2 separate regions of the Mus musculus genome follow, and region 1 is linked to region 2. The links are chromatin contacts, called in public HiChIP or PLAC-seq maps. All regions are on one chromosome and are shown on one strand. Each heading gives the region's core, a stretch centred on a gene start, on an enhancer-like site or on the middle of the called end of the contact. The rest is flanking DNA. Distances are from core to core; before and after follow the strand shown. Region 1 overlaps Il18 (interleukin 18). Region 2 overlaps Gm32462 (a long non-coding RNA gene).

Region 1 (3,105 bases), core at 557-3,056, 93 kb before region 2:
GGTGACCTGATGTCTCTGGCCTCCATAGGAACTTACACTCACGTGCACATACTCCTGCACAAAGGCATGTACACACACATGATTTGAAATAATAAAAAATAAATTTTATAAAAGTTACATTGAGTTTCCATTTCACCCCCATCAGAATACTAATCATCAAGAAAACAAAAAAACAAGACAAAAGAGAAATTTAGTGAGGATATAGAGAAAAAGGAACCCTTGTACATTCCTGGTAGAAATGTAACTTAGTTTAACCTCTATGGAAATCAAAATGGAGGTATCTCATATTAGAACTATCATATTAACCTGGTATATCACTCCTGGGTATATACCTAAAGAAATCCAAGCCACACACAGTAGGGATCAAGTCATACATAGTAGGGATACCTGCCTATCTGCATTACTCATGCCACTTTTCACAAGGGCCAACTAACTTATAGAATCAGCCTTGGTGCCCATCAGCAGGTGAGTAGATAAAGATGTAGTATATTTACACAACAGAGTATTATTCAGCTGTAAAAAGGAAGAATTACATTAGAGATGGAAAAATGGCTGAAACTGGAAGTCACCGTCTTAAGTGAAGTCAGCCAGACTCTGAATGACAAATATATTTTTCTCAGATGCAAAATCTAGGTTTAAAAAAATATGAGAGTAGAAGGAAGACTTTAGAAGAAGGAGTAGAAGGGCAGGACTCTAGTGATTCATCACAAGTGAGATAATGGCTCATGTTGTCTTCTCTCTCTCTCTCTCTCTATATATATATATATATAATATATATACATATATATATTATATATATTACACATTTTCAAAAGTGATTTGTCTGGAATACAGTAAACACCAGGGACAAAAATTGGATTTTAAAATGACTAATATTTACTGTAGTGAGTGTTTAGTTATTAGGTGAATGACCTTAGAGAAGGATTCAGTTACCCTAGAAAAACACTCCTATGTGTGGAGAGATGGCTCAATGGTTAAGAGCACGGGCTGCTCTTCAAGAGGGCCCAGGTCCATTCTCAGCACCCACATGGTAGCTCACAACCATCTTTAACTCCAGTCCCAGGAGACCTGGCGCCCTCTCATGGACTCAACAGGCAGTAGGCATACATGCAGTCAAAATATCTGTACATATAAAATAATTTATTAATTAACTACTCCTAGATGGGCCTGGTGATACACATCTGCAGTCTCAACATTGAGAAGCCAAAGCTATAGGGTCACAAATTAGAGGGGAGCCTCCCTGGGCTACATAGTGGGACCCTGTCACAAAAACCAGAGGTTAGAGATGTGGCTCAGTGTTTGGGAGCTTGGCTGGCTTGTACATGGCTCTGTGTAGCCCTTTAAAAATTGGAATAACAGGGCTGGTGAGATAGCTCAGTGGTTAAGAGCACTCACTGCTCTTCTGGAGGTCATGAATTCAAATCCCAGCAACCACAAGGTGGCTCACAACCATCTATCTGAAAAGAGAAACAATCAATCAATCAATCAATCAATCAATCAATCAAACAAACAAACAAAAAAACCCTATGGGCCGGAGTGAGCGGGACAGGAGTGAGCGGGGACAGGAGTGAGCAGGGCTGGAGCAAGAGGGAGAAAGGGAAGGGGAAAAAAAAAAAATTAAAAAATTGGAATATCAACAGAGAAAGAAACAAAAAACTCTTTCCCACAATACTTGAACTTGTTTATCATTTAACCACTCTCTAATATGAGTCAGTTGTGGGTTTAGAAGCTGAACAAAACTTAGCTCCTATCGTCCAGTGACTCAGATGCCGTGGGCAAGACAAAGCATGGCAGAGGCTGGAGGATCTGGTTTGTGCTGCTGTTGGAGGTTTCACAGTGATGTCACCCAGTGCAGCATGAGCAGAGGACAGCCTCGTCAAGGGCAGGGGAGGGCTTAGAGGGCTAGTGACCGGGGAGGAGGGCTAGGGAGCAGGGAGGCTGGGGGACCAAGACTTGAGGTTTCACTAAGTGTGGTCACAGTTCTCAGAAAGGACTGTGTTTCTAAAGAGCCCACGTGCTTCCAGGATTATTTTGTTCTTAGGTAGTAGATGTAATGATGTAACAAGGGCACCATTCTCGGGGTGCTCATGTTGACAGCCATGAAGGTGAATGCATGCCTTCTTCCCACCCACTTCTCAGCACTATTAACCATGCTTTGAGAAGTTCATTCTCCTCACGTCTTATCATGGTGGCACTTTGGTCGCCTTAACACTGTATTCTTGCCTCTCGCTTGTACACCTAGAGATTGTTCATATCACAAATAGTAACAAGGCTCCTTAATACCTTGGTAACATTGTTATCAGATAAGAAAATATTTAAACTGGGGTGTGTTCCTGTACACCAGTAATCACTTTGGGTAGGTAAAGGCCAGGGGATCAGGGTGGAGGCAGGAGGTTCAAGGTTATTCCTAGCTACACAGTGAGTTGTAGTCCAGTATGGGTTTTATGAGACCCTGTCTCAAAAAGGCAAAAAGGAAATAAAGCAAGTATGACGTCAGTAGTGTTATGTAGCTGGGGAGAAGGTTCTGGGGATTTGCCATCCATATTTGGAGACCTGAATTCAATTCCCAGACCCCACATAAAGGTGGAAGGAAGTGACTCCACAAAAGTGGTGCTCTGACTTCCACACACCTGTTTCATGCATATGCACACACCGTGATAAAATAATGCTTTAATAATAGCATTGTAATCCAGAGTGATGGCACAGGCCTGTAACACCAGTTACAAGGGCAGATGAGACAGGATGCCCACTTGGGTAATTCAGAGTGAGTTCAAGGTCAGCTTAGGTAACTTGTTAGAGTTAGGGCTGGGTGGAAGAGCTTCTGAGATATGTAAGCAATGGTTTAACTTACTCCATAGAGACGGGGGCAGATGATTCCACCAGGGCATTGTCTTCCACCCGGCAATAGTGCAATCCCCTTGGCCTAGCAGCTCTGAAATCATGCCACTCTAGGCCAAATGTTTAATTTGAAAATATTCCTATTATTTCATTTTACTTACAAAGTTTAAATCATTATTTTCCTATTACACTATTTAGATTTTGCCTAATTTAGTTTAGAGGACCTTGCAGTGTAGTTCCTTTAATAAGAACCAGGGAAGGAGACCC
Region 2 (3,336 bases), core at 578-3,077:
TGGCTCCTCACTCACATCTGGCTTGGGTTTACAGGAGAAGGGCCCTTGTTACTTGCAAACCCCTGCCTTCCTTTGTGTTTTGTAGACATAAGATGATAGTTTTAGAGTTTTTTAAAGCTGGAATTATGCCAACCTATCACCCTTGTTTTTCTCTGCCAGAAGTATCACCTTCTGCACCATAAGACCACTGCAGGAAAGAGTGCAGGGGGTGGGGGCGTGGCAGGGCGGGGGTGTATTTCTGATGCGTGCAGGTGTGGGGTCATTGGCTCTAACTACCCCTCTCTTTTGCTGCTGCCTCGAAATACTGCATCATTTTCTGAGGTCTTGGGCTTCGGCGTTCTTTGGTTTGTCTCAGCCTCTTCATTCCTTTTCTTGTCTTCCCGCTGTATTCCGGTTGTAGGGGAGGCTGCTGGAAAGTCGGTCGGAGAGAAACAGAATCTTCTCCGTAGAGGCTGAGGGATGGCAGCTCTGGTCTACACAGGTCCATGTATACGTTCCTTCTATCCACTTGGATCATCTGTGGACACTCCCTGTCGTGATGTAAATGAGGAATCCCCTGGGAGCTTGTGTCAGAGAGGTGATGTCCGCTTGCTCAGCATGCCGGGGTTAAGCAAGTGCAAGGGTATGAGTGTACAGTAAGCTAAGTGCTGGTTGTGATTCAGGGTTGTAGATGTCCATGGGCATACTGGCTGTGTCTGGGCTGGCAGCATCTAGCGTTAGGTGGTGAGTAGGCCCTGTCTTGGAGTTCAGTGTCTCAAGGCTTAGCTGAATATGGTGACACATGCTTCAAATCTCAACAGTCAAGAGGTGGAGGCAAGGGGATCACAGGTTCTAGGCCTGCTTGGGGGCTACAGGGTAAAAACCTGTCTTTTTTTTTTTTTTTCAAAAAAAAAAGAAAAAAGAAAAAAGTCATCCATGGTGCCAAGGCCACAGTCTCTAGTCTCTCACTTGCTAGAATCTTCCCTAGAGTCCTTGGATTCCTATGGCGACTGCCTTCTGAGTCAGGGCCCTGACACCTCCATAGTTTTTACCTGTGGGCCTGTTCCATGTTTCCCAGGTTAAACTTGAAAGCACCCTGCCCTTCTGAGACCCAGTCTTTTCATGTGGAACACTACCTCACATCCTTGCCGTAAGAATGACCCAGTTTCATTTCTGTGAGGGCAAACTCTATGTCAGGCACTGTACCAACCAAGCCTCTCGAGTGCTCCTCCTCAATAGCTTTTGGTCTGGGGTTGTAACACAGGTCTATCAAGAGGTCGTTTTAAAATAGCAGGCCGTAGCTGAGGTAGAGAGGTAAGCAGAGAATGCCTCGGGGTGTACGGGACGGGAAGGGCTGCGATGCCTTTTAGATAAGCAGTAGGTGAGCTGGTTTGAAGGATGGAAGAGAAAGGGTGACTACGTGTTCCTGAAGAGAGAAGTGTGGGGTGTGGGATGGCAAGGTGTGAGCAGGGGGCTGAGTAACAGTCAGATGCTGGTGCTGGTGAGTGAAGGGACCAAGTCGTGGGAGGCCTCGTCGTCGGTCATCCCAAAGATTTTGAAGCCTATCCATAGACAACAGGGAGTTTTAAAGCAAGAAGATGACATATCCAGATCTGGGGTCAGATAATGGCTTTAGTGACTGTGTATAGGGAAGTGGGTAGCATAGGAGTGACTCTGGAACCAGGGGCTCAAGTTCCGAGGTTGCAGAGATTCTCCAGATGATTACACCAGTCAGGGAAGAGCCTGAGACTGGGAACGGAGGGAAAAGAATAGGGCTATTCAGAGAGCAGCAGCTCTTAGAGGTAGACTGCCAAACCGAGGGTGAAGTTACAGATGACTCACAGTGTCTTGGTTTGCCTGGATGGGTGGGTAGTGAGCAGAGCCACTGAGTAATACGGGGGATCCCGGGACGAGCAGGGTTAGGGCCAGGGTGGAGACTGTGAGTTCACTTCGAGGTAGTTCAGTTTGAGGTGACCTTGGCAAATATGACAGGGGTGTGCAGCTGCACATGCAAATGTGTCATTTGAGAAGAAAGTCCAAACAAGATAAATCTGGGAGTTAGAGGTGACAAGGAAAACTCTAGGAGTGCTACTGTCCACAAACAAACAAACAAACCCAGTTGTATAAACACTGATGGACAGGAAACCCCATGAATGAGCATCAGGTGGATACAGTGTCCCCGAGGGACCCACGGTGACAGACAGAGTAGCATTATCATGACTAGAGGGTGGACAGTTTGAAGACAGAGTGAGTGAGCACTACGGTTGGCTACAGTGAATTCCCCCACAGGATCTGACAATGGTGGACGTTGGCTTTGCCTGGGGGTGATTATGAGTTCAGACAGCAGTGGACTGAGCAGGTAAACTGAGGCAGAGAAGTGGGGAGAGCAGGTGTGGGGTTTAGCAGGGAAGGGAGGCAGCTGAGGAAGTGGGGTTGGGGATGTCACAGGGCAGACAGAAAACCACAGGGGCTGCAGCTACTGCAATCCCACGATCACATCTTGTGGACGATGAAGAACGAAGCTGGAGGACTCCAGGGTTGAGCACCACAACCAACCCTGTTGAAGTTAATTAGAAACGAAAGGGAAAGCGGCACTCCCAAGGCAGAAGGGGTTCCAGGAGAGAACACCACTCAGGTGGAAAGGGCTGTGTCTGTACACAGTTACGGAACAAAGAAAACAATGGTGGGTAAGCGGCGAAAGGAAAGGTGATTTGTCTCCTGCTGCACAGGGTGAGGGATCTCTTCCCTACAGTGGAGCTCCCTCGGAAGCTTGTATAATTTTCTAAAGGCTCTGGAGCAGAGCTGCCTTGACCCGTGGAGCACCTTAAGCAGAAGGCTTTGATCCGTGGAGCATCTGAAATTGGCATTGGGGAGTTTTCCAGATGATTGGGGTCAGAGTCACCCTGGGGCCAGTCCCTAACTTCCTTTCCTTTGTTTCACCTCCTTCTTTGGGAGCACACATAAAAAGAAATTCTTACACTTCATCTGAATGTCTGTCCATCCAACATCTCTGAGATAGGACCTTGCTATCTACCCCAGACTGGCCGTAAACTCACAATTCTCGAAGACGAACGTGCAGCAAGCGCATTCCTCCAGAGGACTGAAGAGAACACTGGATCCTTTGGAAGTAGACTCACAGTTGGGTGTGAGTTACCATGTGGGTGTTGGGAACAAAACCGGGCTCCTCTGCAAGAGCAGTGAGTGTTCTCAACCATCGAGCCAGCTCTCCAGCTCCTGTACTTGCTTTTGAGCATTGCAAACTGGAACACATCTCTAGGATATAATACAAAAGGAGAGATGGGAAGATAAGGCATGAAGCTGGGTAGTGGTGGTGCATGCCTTTAATCTCAGCTCTCA

Evidence for each region. HiChIP or PLAC-seq counts read pairs in DNA pulled down with a chosen protein or histone mark.
Region 1: a contact with region 2 is called in a CTCF HiChIP or PLAC-seq map of the NIH/3T3 cell line, with 11 read pairs. The contact joins two enhancer-like sites. A contact is called at or near these places in 2 of 15 datasets of contacts at CTCF or cohesin (CD8 T cells and the NIH/3T3 cell line), 6 of 484 Hi-C or Micro-C datasets (cranial neural crest, embryonic stem cells, group 2 innate lymphoid cells and 1 more), 3 of 115 datasets of contacts at active chromatin or transcription factors (CD8 T cells, bone marrow-derived macrophages and pancreatic cancer cells) and 3 of 9 other capture datasets (adipose tissue, liver and pancreatic islet).

What each region holds. Positions count from the first base shown.
Region 1 is chr9:50,569,047-50,572,151 of GRCm38.p6, reverse strand. All of the region lies in intron 2 of Il18 (interleukin 18), which reads right to left. Among named protein-coding and RNA genes, the nearest start is that of Tex12, 9.3 kb to the right of the region's middle. Within about 2 kb of position 1,806, at least 33 of the 459 cell types and tissues checked have an H3K27ac peak or open chromatin away from gene starts, as enhancers often do. A contact at or near this core is called in the NIH/3T3 cell line and pancreatic cancer cells, where this site is marked.
Region 2 is chr9:50,475,347-50,478,682 of GRCm38.p6, reverse strand. It overlaps Gm32462 (a long non-coding RNA gene), which reads left to right. Exons shown (of 5, transcript XR_379369.2): 4 at 401-577. Among named protein-coding and RNA genes, the nearest start is that of Gm32462, 9.1 kb to the left of the region's middle. Within about 2 kb of position 1,827, at least 77 of the 459 cell types and tissues checked have an H3K27ac peak or open chromatin away from gene starts, as enhancers often do. A contact at or near this core is called in the NIH/3T3 cell line and pancreatic cancer cells, where this site is marked.